Linked DNA regions of Salmo salar: region 1 is linked to region 2. Evidence: chromatin contacts called from public Hi-C data. All regions are on one chromosome and are shown on one strand. The core of a region is the stretch at or near the end of the contact, and the rest is flanking DNA. Distances in the headings are between cores, read along the strand shown.

Evidence for each region. Hi-C and Micro-C count contacts between places; a contact is called where the count stands out from the background.
Region 1: a Hi-C map of gill shows a contact between it and region 2, with 7 times the contacts expected there. The contact joins the promoter of ankrd12 here to the promoter of LOC106596615 in region 2. A contact is called at or near these places in 2 of 3 Hi-C or Micro-C datasets (gill and muscle).

Annotation. Positions count from the first base shown.
Region 1 is chrssa03:4,604,249-4,608,584 of Ssal_v3.1, reverse strand. ankrd12 (ankyrin repeat domain 12) reads right to left here and starts at 2,818. Exons shown (of 14, transcript XM_045714422.1): 1 at 2,646-2,818.
Region 2 is chrssa03:4,290,281-4,294,758 of Ssal_v3.1, reverse strand. LOC106596615 (ras-related protein Rab-12) reads right to left here and starts at 1,601. Exons shown (of 6, transcript XM_045714417.1): 1 at 1,184-1,601. The coding sequence starts at 1,403.

The sequences.
Region 1 (4,336 bases), core at 1,569-4,068, 310 kb before region 2:
AAACAATAAAGGGGATTTAACTTCTTAAGGAAAACAGCACTCATGTTGGAAACAAATGTCATTATGATGTCATCCAGAGTCACATGGATTCATTTCCCATGCACACAATATTTTACATACAGGAACAGAGTGCAATCTGCCTCGTGTTATCATTTTGGGGGGGGGGGGAATATTGCGATACTGGTATCATACCAGCCCTAAATGTGTGTGGATTTTGTGTGAGTGTCATGCATACAAAAATGTGATTATTGTGGATAGTGAGATTAGGAGCGGCAGGAAGCCTAGTGGTTAGAGCTTTTGGCCAGTAACCGAATGGTTGCTAGATCGAAATACCGAGCTGACAAGGTCAAAATCTGTCGTTCTGCCCCTGAACAAGGCAGTTAACCCACTGTTCCTAGGCTGTCATTGTAAATAAGAATGTGTGCTTAACTGACTTGCCTAGTTAAATAAAGATTACATTTAAAAAATAAAATAAGTTTGATTAAAACTTTGACATGCTTTGGAAGAAGACAGATTTCCCTAATAATCCTGTTTTCATGGACATATTTGAGATCAGGCTACCTGACAGCACCGATAAATGCAGAAAATCACCAATCAAAACAAACATTCTAGCAAATCAAAACATGTTATTTTTGGGAAGCATATTTGATTCTGAGTTTGGACATATAAAGTACATGTGAAAACTACTTTTAAAAGAAGCATATATTCAGCTGTTCCAAGTACAACTCACTTGCAAAGAGGGAAGCTTGCTTGGCTGGTGCATGGGCAAATCAAACGCACCGCTGGAATGGCCGATTAAGGTATTTACATGTCCTAATAATTTGAAAGATTGCTCAGAAAACCAGGTGTTTTTTAAATCGGCATATGCTTACTTCCGATTATGACTTTACGCCGATTTAAGATAAGCAGAGTACGGTGTTTACATGACTATTGCATAAACTGCCATAATAAGTTCAATATGTAAAATGTACTCGTGATAATGTACTTGTGATAGTGAGTTTTAAGTACTTGGTACTACAGTAACACAAATGAGGAACATAATGTGACTACAAAATACAATTTAAATGTAGTGATGACCACCAAGTTAGACAGACATTCAAACCAGAATTCTGTCATCGAGCTAAATAACAATTGAGGGTGGTATCAAAGGCCCATTTTTAAAGTATATAGGGAAATATATAGGACTAGTATTTTAGGGGGGGGTTGTTTTCAACATGTTAGGTGTTTAAGACAAACCCTAGGGTTAGTCACTATGCATTCTGTAATTAACTTCTTTATTACACACACATTACTATGCTTTGATTATTTAGGGTTGAAGGCGTATAGCTATATTTTGTAGTAGGAAAAAGGTGAAGCTATTTAGATAAACGGAGCCCTACTTGCAACTAAATTCCTAGATTCAGTGTCATCATCATTGCTCACTGAAGACAATAGCGGGATATCAATTTCAACCTGTATTGCACTGATATTAGGCTATAAAAAAATACTGCAACAGCATGCGAGGGTAAAAATGACATCACCCTTGATTTGATATTTCATCACACTTCATGGAGCCAGTTCATTCTGCAACCATTGTGGCTGTAACAATGTACAATGTATTTATTCTGTCATTGTCATGAACGAGAGATGTTAAGTAATATTCAGCTATACATCTGCACGGGTGGCTTGGTTTTGTATAGGATCTGAGGGAGTACATATGTTTTGATACGTCCTTTAGACAAAAGGTTTCCACGGTCACACCAGACAGACAGACAGCGGTTCAACCAACACACCCCCAAATGCTTGGCTTGGTACCTTGGGCTGTACTGTTGTCAGATTTACAAATAGCAAATAATTATCATTGTTATTATTATTATTATTATGTGCGTTTTACACATCCAATGTGGCAAATATTGGACGTTTTAAATGTATATGGACATAAATGACGCGAATACAGTTAGCTTGCTAGCTAGCTAGGGTTAACGTAGATAGTTTTCAGAGAATAGCATGCTTACGTTACGTTCAGCGCTGAAATCCTTGTAATGAGGGCTACAGTAGTTAGCTAACGTTAGCTATTCCTTCTGAGGTGGCGAACCAGCTACGTTGCACAATGTGGCGAGTTTGCTACATGGCGAACGTCTGGTCATTTTACTGTGCAACATGGTCTGTTGCGAAAAGGAGTTAGATATTATTTTGTATCGTTCAATGTGTAGTTACATGGAAAACAAAACCATCCCGTGTAGACAAAAGCCCGCTGAGGCGAATGCCCTATCACCGTTTCCCCCCCTCCCCTGTGCTAGCAAGCTTGCAACGAACAGGCTAGCTGAAGCTAACTAGTTAGCCAGTTGTCAACCAGCTTTTGCCCTCGACACATAGCCACGCACGCTACAATTCTTCATATTCTTGACGTAAAAGCAACTTTACCAACATAAGTAAAACACCTGTTACCAAATGCGTATATAAAAAGTACGTGACATACAACTCCAAAAACACGTTGTGGAATAGCTAATATTAAATTTCCCGAAAACAGCTACGTCAAAGTTGGTTAGCATGCTAGCTAGCTCTCCAACTAGCCAGAAGACTGAGTTTTTTATTTTATTTTTTTACCTATGATCATAGGCAATCAAATCTAAATAAATAAATATAAACAATAACTTTCTGCTTACCTTATCAATAGCGTTCAGGTTCTGCCTGTTCATTCGTTTTTCAGATCTACGTATCTGTAAAACAGTAAATTTCCCCACCAAAAAAATATAATATTGAACATTAACAGTAGCTATGCCTACGGCTGTATGACGTCCCGTTCCAGTTTTATCGTTGGGTTTGAAAACATCCTTCGTCTTCAAGAAGAAGAAGAAGAAGAACCTCCCCCCCACGTCGATCCCATTGGCCGAGAAAAGTCATGTGATCACATAAATCCTGTCTATCTTTAAATCTATATATATATATATATAAATAAAAAGAGAGTCTACTGTATGCTGGATAATAGGTATGTCAAGCTATTTACCACATTTTAAACATTTCCCGGAATAAAAATAATCTTCGTTAGGGTAGTATGTAGATTTAAAGTCGTGTTTTAATTGCGTGTATAGATACCGAAAAAGTGAGTATTTTGTAAGTCAACTTTTGGGCTGCATTTAGGAGAGAGAGAGAGAGAGAGAGAGAGAGAGAGGGTGGGTGGGTGGGTGACGCTGGGGACTTGACGTCATCTTTTTCCGCTTCACTCTGCGGATTGGGAATATTTTTCGAACATGTCGGATGAAGACATAACAGAGAGGTAATCTGACTAGGTGCATTCAATTGTCATTTATCTGAACGCATAGACACTGTATTCTAGTTCCGTCAATGTGTTGCATCATTCTCGTCGCTCTATCTACGTCGAATTGTTGTGGCGCAGTGATATTTGCATTATGTGGGTATTAAAGCGCATGCGCGATGGGAGAACATTATGAAAGATTGTCTATTATATTGACAAGAGATTCGAGTGCCCGCTCTAACAATGGAAATACATGTCCTCAAAGATGGAAGGCATGAGGGAGGGGGGACCATTCTAGCCAATGAGAGGGTAGATACGCGTGTGTACAGGCCATAGAGATAGATATAGGACTCATCTTTGTATCTGTGTCATTATAGCGGCTGTGACGCTGTTGCATTGAAAGCTATCTCCATTTTCTTCTTCATTGGCTGATAATTCTATACTCATATGTATCCCCATCCATTTGACACATTTAAAATTGTGGAAGGCCTCAATTGCAATGTCCATACTAAAAGCTTCTATCTCTATGACAACAGACAACTCTGATATAAAGTCGTTTTTCCCCAAACTTGCCAAAATGCCACATGCGTCTAGCCTGAAGACTCACGGTACACTGTGACGTCTTATGTCATCTTCACAGAGTCTTGCTGCGCTACTGAACAGACAAGTGAACTTTCTACTGGTGTCGCCCCAGCCTCCCGCCTGCTGTGTACCGAAGTCCTCCTAGCAGGCAAGGGCAAAGTACACTGGCTACCAGTGTCCTAGCTAGTAGACAGTGTACTTTAGCTGGCTAACCAGCTAGCACACAGTGTCCTTCGCTCCCGCTTGCCAAACACGTGGCCTCGCTGTCGTTACAGAACTGCGGGAAAACAGCCCAACAGGCGGGGGCAAAGGACACCTGTGTCCTAGCTATCTCTAGTTAGTTACCTATTTTGCCTGCTATGTACCAGAGTCGTAGCTAGCTACCTATCCCGCCACTTGCTTGCAGTGTACCGGAGTCATAGCTAGCTAGCTAGCAGCCAGTGTCCTAAATGCCTGGCGAACAACTGCCCTTGTTTACAGAACTGCGGGAAAACAGTGCCCGACAGGCGAGGGCGAAGG
Region 2 (4,478 bases), core at 352-2,851:
AAAGATCTGCCAAACTAAACCCAGATACACCACAGCCTGTCTTCTCCAACGGGAACTACCGAGTCATAGTGGGCAGAGCCAATCACGACACAGCGAATTCCTATTGACCGCGTTCTAGAATTCATCTGCATATTTCCGGGAACGCCTCCTCTGTGAAGTGCGCATGCGTGATAACTCAATTCGCCTTTGCACTCCTAAACGTGATTTATTTATTTTACTTTTGCAATGGGTAAAGTCTACATAACTTAGTCCACTCTGTTCATAACAGTGTGTAGTTTTAGAGACAGAAAACTGTAATTGCGAGCAAATGTTTCATCGATCATAGAAATTTGCATAATTTCGGTAAAAAAAATGTCTCTCGATTCCAGCTTCTTCCACTGTCGGCCATATTTAGGTAGTGAGTGGAAATGTCAAGCGGATGCTTCATATTTCTACATCCGGTGACATATCTGTGTCGTTGTTTTATCTGTGGTAGTACTGCTACATCTGCTGGACAGGGCTCATATTACAGTAGTACTGGCTCTGTTGGACAGATTAGTGTCAACACATTCTCAAGGGTAATTCACCATATGGCAGTCTTTCCCTTTAGTTATTTATCAACTTCTACTTTTCAGATAACATTTTACTACAACTTTTGTCAACACAGTAGCGGGTGGGTATAATTTGTATTTACATTCCAACAGGAATCTGTTCCAAAACTTCGTAAAGTATAAAGTTGCCAACAAACAACGCATACAAAAATAGCATGATCAATACAACTAGTTAACGAATAGGCATCAACTCACCACGTAGTTTATTCTTAACGTTTGTCCATAGGCTACCAGGAGTAAGGACAGACATTTTTCCGGGAATAAACGTGATGAGTGGAAAAACTCCCATGAAATAACCCAACTCCCTGCCCCTGGCATGTTGTTCTGCCGCTATACAACTTTATATTCCTTGTTTGTTGAACAACCTTGTTTATTTACCACGTTTTTATAACAGATTCCTGTTGGAAGGTTCCACAAATTATACCCACCCCTACAGTAGTTAGATGTTAAACTATATTAAAAAAAGGTTGGCTACATTATTTACTGACAAGTCATGCAGCGAAAACATGACTACCTAACATTACTAACCTTGGAACAAAACAACATAACTGCTATCAGATAGTTTTGACTAACATAAGATAACCATTTCTTACCAACAGTTGATTTGCATGCTTCACAGAAGGTGTCGTCTGTAAATCTTTCCATTAGACTGGTTTTTCCCACGCCACGGGAACCGATAATGATAATTTGAAGTTTATAATCAGCGGGCCTCGGCGGCATCTTCCTGCGGCGAGACTGTGCTCCCAGAGCCGGGGAAGCATTCGCTGATCCTCCGCCACCGGCCATCCGCTTGATTTCATACCTCGAATCCATCAATAATTCCACATTTGAACCCTTAGCTATATACGCTTTAAAAATGGGGAGAAAATAACTATGTGGGTTTACTTTTGGTAACTTTTTCTATAGTCTTTAAATTAGTTTAGTTAAAGGAAAGTTGTTTTTTTAAACTTCCAAGTTGTTGTTTAGCTGCTTCCTGTCAAGCGGGTTCCTAGGAGCATTTTCAGTACGAACCTGGCCAGGCTTCTTCTTTGGGATTTGGTTGTGCGGATCGCATCCCAACTTTCAGGTGAATACATCGCCACCTACTGTACTGGTGTGTGAGGCCATTCACGTCCTATCAACATTATATTATTTTGATACAATAATACAACATTGGGGGGGGAATTGCCCTGCCAACTATTAGCCCTCTCTAAAAAAAACTCACCACCCATTCCACTATTTAACCCTATAAAAACCCACCACCCATTCCACTATTTAATAACCCACCACCCATTCCACTATTTAACCCTATAAACCCCACCACCCATTCCACTATTTAACCCTATAAAACCCACCACCCATTCCACTATTTAACCCTATAAACCCCACCACCCATTCCACTATTTAACCCTATAAAACCCACCACCCATTCCACTATTTAATAACCCACCACCCATTCCACTATTTAATAACCCTATAAACCCCACCACCCATTCCACTATTTAACCCTATAAAACCCACCACCCATTCCACTATTTAATAACCCACCACCCATTCCACTATTTAATAACCCACCACCCATTCCACTATTTAATAACCCTATAAAACCCACCACCCATTCCACTATTTAATAACCCACCACCCATTCCACTATTTAACCCTATAAAACCCACCACCCATTCCACTATTTAACCCTATAAAACCCACCACCCATTCCACTATTTAATAACCCACCACCCATTCCACTATTTAATAACCCACCACCCATTCCACTATTTAATAACCCTATAAAACCCACCACCCATTCCACTATTTAATAACCCTATCTAATCTGACTCCAGACCAACGGTTTGAAGATGTATCACTACCCAGCAGCGCTGTTCTGCAGTAAATCATCACAATCCCAAGTACTTCTCAGCCGCTGCCACCACAACCTCTATTTTCTGTGACTTTGATCCATTTCTGCAGTATAATTAACAACTATGGCTATAAATGATTTTTTTTTTAAATAAAAAAAATAAAAACACTTTACTGAAGCACTTATTCTTCCCATCACTGTCTCTTGGTCTCTCTGCCTACTCACAGGAATCCTCTCAGGATCCCTCACCCTGTATCCATCTTCCTCTACCACTCTCTTCACTGCTTCCGTCATAGAACACTTTCTGTACTACTGTAACCCTGGCGACCTCAATCTTCCTTCCTTTCTCTCACCGGACACCTCCGATCTCCAGCCCTATGATCACCCCCACAACTAACACACACACACAACTTTCTCCACCGATACCACAAATGCCTTTGTCTCATGCCCTTCTGCACACTTCTCACATCTAGACATTTCCCTCCAACACACGTCCATAAATTTGACACCTAAAACACTGTCATATTTTCGTGAACATAAAAACTCTCACGTGATAACTAACACTTCCTACCTTGACCTTATCAATCTACATCAAACCTCAGCATGATAGATATTGTTGTAACGGTTGTCATCGGGAATGGAGGACCAAAACGCAGCAGGAATGTGGATGCTCATCTTGTATTTATTTTAAACCAAGAAAAACACCAAAATAACAAGAGAAGAACTCACGAACAACAAAACAGTCTTGTGAGGCTCACACAGGCAAAACAAGAAACAATCTCCCACAAACACTAAACCAAACACATACCCATATATAGGACTCCCAATCAGAGGCAACGAGAAAACACCTGCCTCCAATTGAGAGTCCAACCCCAATAAACCAGACATAGAAATACAAAAGACCAGAGACCACATAGAAATACAAACATAGAACATTATCCAAAAACCCGGAAATAATAAATCAAACGCCTTACTAAATAAACCACCACCCCGAACCACATAAAACAAATACCCTCTGCCACGTCTTGACCAAACTACAATAACAAATAACCCCTATTACTGGTCAGGACGTGACAATTGTCTTCTCCGTTTCCCCCACCGTATTTACGTATCACCAAACGACAGGTGTCAAAGACACCAGGAATCTTCACTTTCAACTGCTCCTCCTCAACACTCAACACCACCCCCGTTATCATTCCTTTCAACGGCGCCCTGCTCCAGAGAGAAAAGCAATCCGTAGATGCCCTTTCCCTCTGGACGGAGGAAACGCAATAAATCGTCATGTCCACTCCAAGATACCTTCACCAACTCAACAGTCCCCAACCTCTCCTTCACCTTATCAACAGTCCTCAACCTCTCCTTCACCATATCAACAGTCCCCAACCTCTCCTTCACCATATCAACAGTCCCCAACCTCTCCTTCACCATATCAACAGTCCTCAACCTCTCCTTCACCATATCAACAGTCCTCAATCTCTCCTTCACCATATCAACAGTCCCCAACCTCTCCTTCACCATATCAACAGTCCTCAACCTCTCCTTCACCATATCAACAGTCCCCAACCTCTCCTTCACCATATCAACAGTCCTCAACCTCTCCTTCACCATATCAACAGTCCTCAATCTCTCCTTCACCATATCAACAGTCCTCAACCTCTCCTTCACCATATCAACAGTCCCCAACCTCTCCTTCACCATATCAACAGTCCTCAACCTCTCCTTCACCATATCAACAGTCCTCAACCTCTCCTTCACCATATCAACAGTCCCCAACCTCTCCTTCACCATATCAACAGTCCCCAACCTCTCCTTCACCAACTCAACAGTCCCCAACCTCTCCTTCACCAACTCAACAGTCCCCAACCTCTCCTTCACCCAACCACGTATGGATTAACCCAACAAAAAAAACAATGGTGTTTTACAGCTTGATAAATGGCATTGCTATGACCCAGTGTAACAAATGATGGCTTCTATTGATTGTGCAGCGTGCCCTGGGATTAGACTTGGATGTAATATAGCTAGACACGTTGGTAAACTAACGTTAGCTAGCC